Linked DNA regions of Mus musculus: regions 2 and 3 are each linked to region 1. Evidence: chromatin contacts called from public promoter capture Hi-C data. All regions are on one chromosome and are shown on one strand. The core of a region is the stretch at or near the end of the contact, and the rest is flanking DNA. Distances in the headings are between cores, read along the strand shown. Region 1 holds the start of Tnrc6a (trinucleotide repeat containing 6a). Region 2 holds the start of Ubfd1 (ubiquitin family domain containing 1). Region 3 holds the start of Cog7 (component of oligomeric golgi complex 7).

What was found. Promoter capture Hi-C pulls out the DNA fragments that hold promoters and counts their contacts. Capture Hi-C pulls out chosen DNA fragments and counts their contacts.
Region 2: a contact with region 1 is called in a promoter capture Hi-C map of liver, with 3 times the contacts expected there. The contact joins the promoter of Ubfd1 here to the promoter of Tnrc6a in region 1. A contact is called at or near these places in 2 of 39 promoter capture datasets (liver and pre-B cells), 1 of 484 Hi-C or Micro-C datasets (CD4 T cells), 2 of 115 datasets of contacts at active chromatin or transcription factors (astrocytes and fibro-adipogenic progenitors) and 2 of 9 other capture datasets (adipose tissue and liver).
Region 3: a promoter capture Hi-C map of pre-B cells shows a contact between it and region 1, with 3 times the contacts expected there. The contact joins the promoter of Cog7 here to the promoter of Tnrc6a in region 1. A contact is called at or near these places in 1 of 39 promoter capture datasets (pre-B cells) and 2 of 9 other capture datasets (adipose tissue and liver).

Annotation. Positions count from the first base shown.
Region 1 is chr7:123,122,234-123,125,618 of GRCm38.p6, forward strand. It overlaps Tnrc6a (trinucleotide repeat containing 6a), which reads left to right and starts at 1,652. Exons shown (of 24, transcript NM_144925.3): 1 at 1,652-2,099; 2 at 2,435-2,482. The coding sequence starts at 2,095.
Region 2 is chr7:122,065,245-122,068,560 of GRCm38.p6, forward strand. Ubfd1 (ubiquitin family domain containing 1) reads left to right here and starts at 1,954. Exons shown (of 7, transcript NM_138589.2): 1 at 1,954-2,240; 2 at 2,420-2,749. The coding sequence starts at 2,039. Ears2 (glutamyl-tRNA synthetase 2, mitochondrial) reads right to left here and starts at 1,842. Exons shown (of 9, transcript NM_026140.3): 1 at 1,661-1,842. The coding sequence starts at 1,799.
Region 3 is chr7:121,979,509-121,982,943 of GRCm38.p6, forward strand. Cog7 (component of oligomeric golgi complex 7) reads right to left here and starts at 2,185. Exons shown (of 17, transcript NM_001033318.3): 1 at 1,909-2,185. The coding sequence starts at 2,077.

The DNA of each region.
Region 1 (3,385 bases), core at 402-2,901:
TTTGCCTTCTATCACTGTGATGAACACCATACTGACAAGCAAATTGGGGAGGAGAGGGTTTATCAGCTTACAGTTCATAGTTCATCATATAGGAAAATCAGAGCAGGAACTCAAGGCAAGAACCTAGAGGCAGAAACTAAAGCAGAGACATAGAGGAGTGTGCTGCTTACTGGCTTGCTCCCCATGGCTTGTAGCATGCTTTCTCATACAACCTGGGATGGCCTCTAAAGAGCTTCCATATCAACTATTAATCAAGAAAATGCCTATAGAGTTGCCTACAGCAATTTGATGGGGGCATTTTCTCAGATGACTCCATCTTGTATCAGTTTAACAAAGAACCTAACCAAAGTTGATCCTGTGTGTGTGTGTGTGTGTGTGTGTGTGTGTGTGTGTGTGTGTGTTATAGATCACTAGAACTCAGGAGAGAGAGATAGGCAGATTTCTGAGTTTGAGTCCAGTCTGGCCTACATAGGCTAGCCAAGGATATAGAGTAAGACCCCCATCTCAAATAAATTAAAATGTAAAAATTACTAGCATTTATTTGTTATTCTTCATTTTGCAATTTGTAATTTTTTTCCAAAAAATGTTTATAGGGTGTTCATAAAATTAAGAACACCAAAAGAAGAAAAATGCAAAACAGACGTTAACATGCTGGCTAGTTCCTTTCTGGGCATTCATCCACTCATTAGCTAACTACAACACACATTTCTCCTAGAGCAGAAGCAGACAATCACAGAGCTTGTTTCATGGGAGAGACTGGAGCAGGTTTAAACCAGTTAAAGGACTTAGAATAGAAAAGGGCAAAAGAAGGTTGTCTGCAGAGCGAGTTTTCTGAGAAAGTAAAAGGGAGTAGATTTTAAGTAGAGGAGAAATGTGCAGATTACTAGCATTATATGCACCGAATATGTATGTACCTATGTGCATTATAATATCTTAATGCATTATATTGCAGCATCCCCCTTTGGGTATGTATCTTATTGTATTTACAATCAGGTATGTGTCTATATTGTAATTTAAGAAAATAATTGTAATAATTGTATCTTCATGTATTATATTACTGTATCTTATTTTATCTACATGTAGACTTACATACTTTACCTACAGACATGTATCTTACAGTGTTCACATGTAAGAATTTTTGGGTGTTCACATGTCTTTCTGAGAACTAGTATGGCATCTGCGTTTCCATTCTTTTATTGTAACCAAGACCCCAGGTATTGCAAGTAGCTGCGTTTAATGCCACCTCATAGCATTAGATGTCGTAGCTGGCTACAGTTATTCAACCTTTCCTGTGCATTTGAGTTAATATCTTGATTGTGAAGTACTTAAAAGTGATACCCAAATGGTTATTTCTTGAGCAGAGAAATTCGTGCAAGTGGAATTGCTGAGTCAAGGGTGTGTAAAAATTTGAGGCACAAAAATAAAAAAAATGAAACTTCTGGGATGCATTCTTCACCTGGGAAGAGGCACAAATCGAGAGGTTAAATAAATGTGGCTGAAGGTCAAAAGTAATTAGATGTGGGTGAATTTAAAAAACGGCGCGGGCTAGTCTGGCAGCGGCAGGGGTGGAATTTGCGGTTTGCTGGATTTTTTTTTTTTTTTTTTTTTTAAAGGCGTGTTTCTGTAAGGGAGGGGCCGGGCCGAGGGGAAGGAAACTTGTGTCGCAGTAAAGAAGGAGGAGGGGATGGTCCGAGGCAAGCCCGAGCCAGCCTCGGCGAAAAAGGCCGCGCTCCGCTCTTGCCAGGCCCCAGAGCCGCTCGTGGGGAACCTCGGAGTTCCCCGACAGCTCCGGCGAAGTCCTGGACGCGTCAGACAGTTGTCAAGTGGCTGCCTCGTCCGGCAGGCCTAGTTGCTAGGACCTCCATCTTGGGGCTCCCGGGCCACGGCGCCCCCGGAAGGGGTTGCGAGTGGGGCATTCACTTCCGGTCTGGGGCCTGCGGCGGCAGCGGTGGCGGCGGCGGCGGCGGCGGCAGCGGGACGGTGTAGAAAATGGCGCTGGTGCAGCGGCTCGGGCCTGTCCCCGCGGCGCTGCGGAGGGCTTGAGGCTCGCGAGCCTCGTTCCCCGCGCCTCACGCGCTAGTGCACTTTACACACATGAGGTGAGCGGACCGGAGGGGAGGCTCGCTCGGGGGGCCAGGAGCCAGCCTCCGGCGCTGCCGCAGGACCCCCTCGGGCTGATGGGCGGCGGCGCGGGGCAGTCCCCGGGGGGACGCGGGCGTGGGCGGGAGTCCCGGGCGGTCCGGGAAGCTTGGTCCGGCGCGGGCTACGGCTCTGGGCTCGGTCGCCCTGGGCTCGGCGGCCCGCAGCGCTGCAGCCCGCAGCCCCGCCCCTCCCCCACCGCGCGGGCGCTCTGCCGCAGCAGCTCCGTTTTCACGCGCATCCCCTCCCCCCGTTTTTTTTTTTTTTTTGTGTTTGTTTTTGTTTGCTATTTCAGAGAATTGGAAGCTAAAGCTACCAAAGACGTAGAGAGAAATCTTAGCAGGTAAGATGGGCGAGCCTTCGGTCTCCCGCCCCTTTATAATCGTGTGTTTCCACTCTGCTTCGCTCTTCCTGGGTTTACGGACCCCCCCCCCCCAACCTCCACCCCCACCCCCCAACCCCGTGTCATTTGCTTTCGCACTCACGGAACAGACATTCGGGAGAAACGGCCTCAGGGAATATTGCATGGGGGGGGCATTGCAGGGAGACGCGTAATTACGAGTGTGTTCGTTCTTAAAAAGAAAAGCAAAAGGCAGTTCTTGTAAACTTAGTTAAAGCATTCTCACCCTTTTAGAATTTAATTAGGGGACTTGTGCATTAATTACTATTGTAAATGGTTGCAGGCATTGTGTGACTCATGATTGAGGCGGCCCTTATGGCGGGCTGTCAAACTGTTTTGGCTTCCCCGTTATTACTTTGTAGCTAAATTGTTGCCTTTATAAAAAGATACTATGTGTTCACATTTTTTCCTCTCTGTCTCTGCACATTGTAGTCAGGCGGATTCTGTTGCATTGGAAACAGTTTTGTCCTTGAACTTCATGAAGCATAAACTGCGTTTTGTTTTCCTTTGAAACTACATTTTAGTCTGTGTTCAGTGTGTGCTCTTTTTATCAGTTGGGAAAGTAATTAAAAATTGTTACCAGTAAGTGATTATCACTTCTGCTGGGTCTGAGTGCTTTTGCACTGGTAACTGGTAAGCATCAAATACTACCTCAAAAGAGAAGTGGGGTTTTTTTTTGTTTGTTTGTTTGGTTAGGTTTTGTTTGTTTGTTTGTTTTTTTGTCTCCTACCCCGAAGTAATGCATTTCTGGAAAACGTTTAGTTCTATTGAGCTGTAATTTCTAAATTATCAGAGAATTGTACTATACTTGACCCGTTTTCAGATCCACGTTTAAACAGACTTTTC
Region 2 (3,316 bases), core at 704-3,203, 1.1 Mb before region 1:
TTTCACAAGTTTCAATTTACTGATCTGTTAGTGGGCTTAAAAATGAAAATCAGGCTGGACCTGGTAGACTGAACCTTTAATCTCCTCACTCTAGAGACAGAAACAGACAGATCTGTGTGAGTTTATAACAACAGCCTCGACAAGACAGCAAGTTCCAGGCCAGCAAGGGTACAGCAAGGCCCTGTTTCAACAAAACAAAAACACCTAGATCCTTAATAATGAGGTTGCTGGGATACCTAAATGTTGACCAAAGTAGAATTTCAAGCCAGGTCTGATGACTCATACCTGTGACGCCAAAACCTGGGAGGCAGAGACAGGAGGATTGCTGCACATTTAGGGACAGCATGGTCTTCATAGTGAGTTCCAGGCCAATCGGGTGATACAGGGAACTCTTTCCAAGTTAAAAACCAAACAAAAACCCAAAAATGTAAACTTTCAATTAATTTTAGCTATCATAGTGATCTACACTGCTTGTCAACTCTTTCCCATTTGGGCTTTTCCTGCCAGTCAGCAAAGAAATGAAAACAGTAATTGTAGTAGAGGCAGTGCTTGCTAAGTGCCTCTGCTGTACTGGCTCAAACCCGTCAGACAGGCACTATTATTAGCCCTACTTGACAAATCACAAAATTGGGACATAAACAGAGCAAATAATTCTGCCAAAGCAACACATCTAGGGATTGGCAAAGACAAAAATATAGATGCAGAAAATGCCAGGCCTTGGATGCCTGCATAAGTGCTTCTTCCAACAAGGTGAGTATCCCAGTTCATGTTGACCATAGGTAAACACAGACACTGTGATACTTAGATACTTGCAGTCATTTGATAAGCTATTTTACATCACTGAGACTAACAAAAAGAAAGATGATTTTGTTCTCTCGGTTTTGAGACACTCATTTTCTCCCTAGCAGTTTCGTTTATATCAGTCTTAAAAACAGATTCACAACAGTTAACTATGAACCAGGGCTTCTACCACATATCGAAGTTCCACAATCTACATTGCCTGCCTGGAGGTAATGCGTTCTTCCTGTGCAGCTGAGACTCAGAAATATCTTTTCCTGCTGACCCTAGACCTAGAATGAACGGTTGCTCAGTGTGAACAGGGTAGAAGGTGGCTTGAACTAAAGGTTGGGAATTTGTGGGAAGGGAGGAGACACAGAATTCCTAGCAAGATATACATGGGCCTCTGTTTTCTTCTGACTTGCTAAGCTGCCAGCAAACTCAGGCTTTTGTGCATGTCGTTTCCTCTTAGGCTTCAAGCGGGTCTTCTTGACACTTGTTCTCAACTCAAATGTTACCTCTTCAGCAATACCTTCTAGGGCGCCCTATCCCGCTTCACTGCCAAAATGGACACATATGACTCTAGGATTTGTCGGTTTCTTCAAAGCCAGAACCCTGACTTTTCAATGACCACTGCATTATAGCGCATAGGCCTTGGCATAAAGTCTATACGCTCTGCACACAGCGTGCAATAAGAAAGGACAGAGACAATACAACAAGGAAACTTCTAGCAATCTCAATCACTTCAAATCCTAGCCCTCCACCTCCGTCTCTTTAAAACGGGGTCGCGCAGACAACCCCGGAAGGGACTGTTTCTGGAACTTTCGGGGGCGGGGACGGGAAGGTGGGCTGCGGCGAGCGGCGTCACGTCCGTTAGGATTACCTGTGGGGCTGGGAGCGAAGCGCACTCGCACCGGGGCCCCGGGATCTGGGCCCAGACTGGCCTCGCGCCGCCCCACGCGGTGCCCGAGGGCCACCACGTGCGGCTCGGCCAGCAGAAGCCTCTTGAGGGGCGCCGCCATGTGGACTAGAAACACACACGTGGGCTCCTTCGCGCGTCACTTCCGCTCGGCGGGGGGGAAAAAAATCACTCCAACCAATCAACTTTCGCCACAGCGAGCGCGGCCCTGCCACTTAAAGGCGTAAGCCGCCTATCTGGGCTGCTCACGCCCCTCTGGACTAGGGCGGCGATGCGCCGCCGCTCGGGGACCGAGCGCTGCGAGCAGGCGATCTCCCAGACCCGCCCCCTCCGGCTGCGGGAATGCTAAAGCGTGGCAGGGGCCGGCCCGGGAAGCGGAGGAGGCGGGTCTCCATAGAAACCTCCACCTGTTTCCGGCCAGCCTGTGTGAAATTAGGGGCTGGTGCGGGGGCCAATCTCCGCCAGCTCGCTTCTTCCCGGCGGCCCCTGCGGTCGTGGTGGGTGTTGTACACAATCATCATGGCGGCGGCCGGAGCCCCGGATGGTGAGTGTGGCGGGGAAGGCGGTCGGTCGGCGGCTGAAGAGCTTGCGGACGCTGCCGGGGTCGTGGGACCGGGCCTGGCCCCGGAGGGAGGAGCGTGGCGCGGCAACGACGGTGCCCGGGCCCGTTCTCGTCGCAGGCCGGGCTCGTGGCGAGCACCCACCCCCCTAACCCCTTTGCAGGCATGGAGGAGCCAGGCATGGACACGGAGGCCGAGGCTGTGGCCACCGAGGCGCCCGCACGGCCCCTCAACTGCGTGGAGGCCGAAGCAGCCGTAGGGGCAGCGGCGGAGGACTCCTGCGACGCGCGAGGCAACCTGCAGCCGGCCCCGGCCCAGCCCCCTGGGGACCCTGCGGCCCAGGCCTCGGTCAGCAACGGCGAGGACGCGGGCGGCGGTGTGGGCAAGGAGCTGGTGGATCTGAAGATAATCTGGAACAAGACCAAACACGACGTGAAGGTCCCTCTGGACAGCACGGGGTCCGAGCTAAAGCAGAAGATTCACTCCATTACAGGTATTCGAGGAGCTGACACCCGACTGCTTCTACCCACGACCTACCTTCTAGCTCTTGATGCTTACGTCGTGCTAAACTGTTAGCGATTTTCTTGCGCCTAGACTCCCGCTATCCTCACTGCAGTTTTCTGAAATCAGTACTTGTATGTCCATTAGTAATCAGAGAGGGAAAATTAGGCCCAGAATGATAGTGGTACCACCAAGTGGTGGAGTGAGATGCAAGCCTGAATCTTGAGTATTAAGGCTCACCCTTCTAACTAATGTTGGACTGTCATTGCTAGGCGCGGTATTTATGAACTTTACAGGAGATTCTGAACAGGTCCAGTATTTAGCCACGGATTTATTTTCAGCAGACAGATCAGTTTCATAAGGGAAGTTCATGAAACAGTGTTATCAACTGTCCTAATGGCCCTTTATAAATATTCATACATGGCCGTTTTATTTGTTTTGGTTTGCTACTTGAAATACTTTCCTTAAAGCTTTCTCCATGTATCGGGTAAAAAGCTTATTGGCTTTCTGTATCTCCTACACTTGGGAATTTTCAGTATTTAAGTGGATAGAAGATAGA
Region 3 (3,435 bases), core at 935-3,434, 1.1 Mb before region 1:
AAATATGGTTTTAATTTTTCAATGAACGGGATTGTAGACATCTTTAATAGGTATTCATCCAAAATAAGTTGCTGATACGAGTCTCTACAGATCACGGACCATCAGAGATGGCACAAATGAACACTTCAACTGTCTGCACGTAGAGCATTGGAAATGAAAGTCTAGGAACTCTAGCCAGAGCTGGCTGGCTGGTATACTCTGAAGCGGGTCAGGTTCTTCAAAGTGGAACCAAGGGCAGGGGACATGCCTGGGCTACCAATGAAAACAACCTGTCTCATGCTTTCCCTTAATACATGTGTATACTTTTGGAAATTCATAAGGTAAATGCCGTTCTCCCTAGGTGCTGTGGTTGCCATAGTGATGAACATGAAGACGGAATCACACACAAAGCCCAGGTGCTTGACAAGTTTAGGGGCCCATGAGGATATATGTATAAAAAATGGACCTGGCTGCTAAACTTGAAGCCCACTGCAACAGACTAGAGGCATGAACACCACGGTCTCCAGTTTCCTGCTAGCCCTGTGTTCTTAGGCCTGAGCATGTTTTAGCATCGGCTAGCCTCTTATCTGGTAAGTGTGGGACAGGGCCCATGGCTGCATCCTTAACACCTCAGAACACGAGGATGTGGGTCCCAGGAGCCACTAAGAAGCACTAGCCTGCTTTTTCGCTGCTCCCACACACATGCAGATGTGGGGAAAATATGCCTGGAAACCAAGCTGCAGCACCATAACCCAGGCTATCTATGTGGTACTGTGTCCTCAACACAGTGAAGCAGCAAGGAGGAGCACTGATTCAGCAACATATATTCTCTCTTTCTCTCTCATTCTCTCTCTCTCTCTCTCCCCCCCCTCTCTCTCGTCTTCTCTCTCTCATTCTCTCTTTCTTCCTCTCTCTCGCTCTCTCTCTCTCTCACACACACACAGTTAAAGTCTTCATTCAGGATGGCCCATCTTCCTTAGCTTACAAAGATATATTAATGGATTTGTGTCATTCTCATATACTGCTAAATACTAGGACCAGTTAACTATTAAATGCTCTCAAAAGTGACTCTTTATGCCAGGCATGACAGAACATGTCTATAATCCCAGAATTTCAGAATCAAAGGCATGAAGATCAAGAGTTCAAGGTCACCCTCCATCATAGAGCAAATTCAAGGCCAGTATGGGTTACATGAGAGTCTATCTACCCCACCACCTCCAAAAGGCCTTCTTTCAAGATTTATTTTTTAATTACATTCACCCATGTTTGTCTGTGTGTCAGTATGTGCATGTGAGTGTTTATGCCCAAGGAGGCCACTGAATCCCATGGAACTGGAGTTACAGGTAGTTGTGTGCCAACTGATGTGGGTGCTGAGAATTAAGTTTAGGTTCTCTACAAGAGTAGTAACCACTGAGCAATTACTCCAAACCCAAAGAGCTTTTTTTGGGGGGGGGGGGCACATATCTGTAATGCCAGAATTAGGGAAGCTGGGGCAGAAGGCGAGTTTGAGGCGAACCTAGGCGACAGAGTGAGACTGTAAATAAGAAGGGGGAAGGAGAAGGAAGAGTAAAAGAGCGTGCGAGAGCCGGCGAGAGCGATCCTATAGCCTAGGCCGGCCTCGAACTCACTTTGCAACTGAAGCTGGCTTTGAATTCCTGACCGTCCAGCACCACCTCCCCAGTGCGGAAATTAACGGCGGTCGCCACCACTCCCAGATTGTTATTATTATTATTATTGGGGTTTTTTTTTTGTTTTTAGTTTTTAGTTTTTAAAGGAAATGTTATGGCATCGTCGGACGTGAACACCAAAGCCTAGACCTAACTCAGACTACTGCAGGGCTCGCTTTCCCACCAAAGGAGAGGCTTGGCCCCTGGGCCCGGTCCTGCAGTCGGGTGCCGGGGCGGGCGGGTGGGCGTCTGCGTGGCTCACCCTCCACGGCGTGGTTCACCTCCTGGATGAACAGCTGCAGCTTCATTACCAGGGTGGCTGCGTGACCGTCCGCCTTCCCCGCCGCCCCGTCTTTGGGGCCGGCTCTGAAGGCCGCATTAATCCAGTCCTTCACGTCGAAGTCGTCAGCCAGGAACTTGGAGAAGTCCATGGCGCGCGGTCTCCGGGTTGGCGCCGAGCGACACCGCCTTCGGGACACCCGTCGAAACCCACCAAGCTTTACTTGCCGCCCCGTCAGCGCACTCGCGCCGAGGCCGAATGTCCCTCGTCGCGCGCCGTACTTCTTCCGGAAGTCGGTGCCTATTACCATAGCAACTGTTCCTGTTAGAGCAGCGAGCTTCGCGCAGTCCGGACAGGTACGACAGTTCGTTTTCTGCTCTTATTTGTCGAGCAGTAAACTAAGTAAACGCGTGTTTCCTCAAGACTAGAAGATTGACGTCTGAGAAGGGAGCAGCTGAGAAATATAAACTCTGTATGTAGGAGTAATGTTGCTAGTTTTCCGTCCTCACTAAATGCATACAGCAGTTTGGGTTTTTTGGTTTTTTGGTTTTTTGGTTTGGTTTGGTTTTGCTTTGAGACAGGGTTTCTCTGTGTAGCCCTGGCTGTCCTGGAACTCACGTTGTAGACTAGGCTGGCCTCGAACTCAGAAATTCGCCTGCCTCTGCCTCCCGAGTGCTGGGATTAAAGGTGTGCGCCACCACGCCCGGCAGCAGTTTGGTTTTTTTTTTAATTTTATTTTATTTTATATGGAGTGTTTTGCCTCTGTATGTGTGTGACCCACTTGCCTGTCTGGTGCGGGCAGAGGCCAGATGAGAATGAAAGATCTCCTGGAAGTGGGATGTTACATGTGGTTATCAATGCTGGGAGTGGAACGCAGGTCCTCTGGAAGAGCTGCCAGTACTATTAACCGCTGGACCATCTCTCCTCATAGATTTCTATAGATTTGATAATGGTCTCCCCTAACTCTGGTCTAATTTCAGTAATCTTCAATAATCTTCAAAAATTACTTTTCCTCCAATTCTTCCACTCATTTTCCATCATTTTCTTTACTAGTTAGGTTTTTTCTTTCTTTCTACCTTTCTTCCTTCTTCCTTTCTTTCTCCGATTTTTTTTTTTTTTTTTGCTCTTGTCTAGTATAGCAAAGTAGAGGATGTTGTTGTTGTTGTGAGGATGTTGTTGTTTGTTTGTTGTTTTTAAAGACGGGTTCCGTTCTTCTATCCTAGAACTCAAACCCATGCCTCAAAGATCGAACCTCCCACATGCTGGGATTTCTGGCTTAAGCCACCACTGCATGTTCTAGCGTTGGTTTCTAATTTAATTCCGTGTATCAGGAACACATATTATGACTCTGTTCTAAATGTACAGAGACTTGCTATGGCCTTAATATTTGTCTGTCATGGAGAAGAGTATATGTGCACTTAAAAATATGTACAGTACCCAAAAGGAGGACATGGTGTTGTGGGGAATGGATACAGCTAAAGGTAATAAGCAAAAGAAGCCAGAAGACGA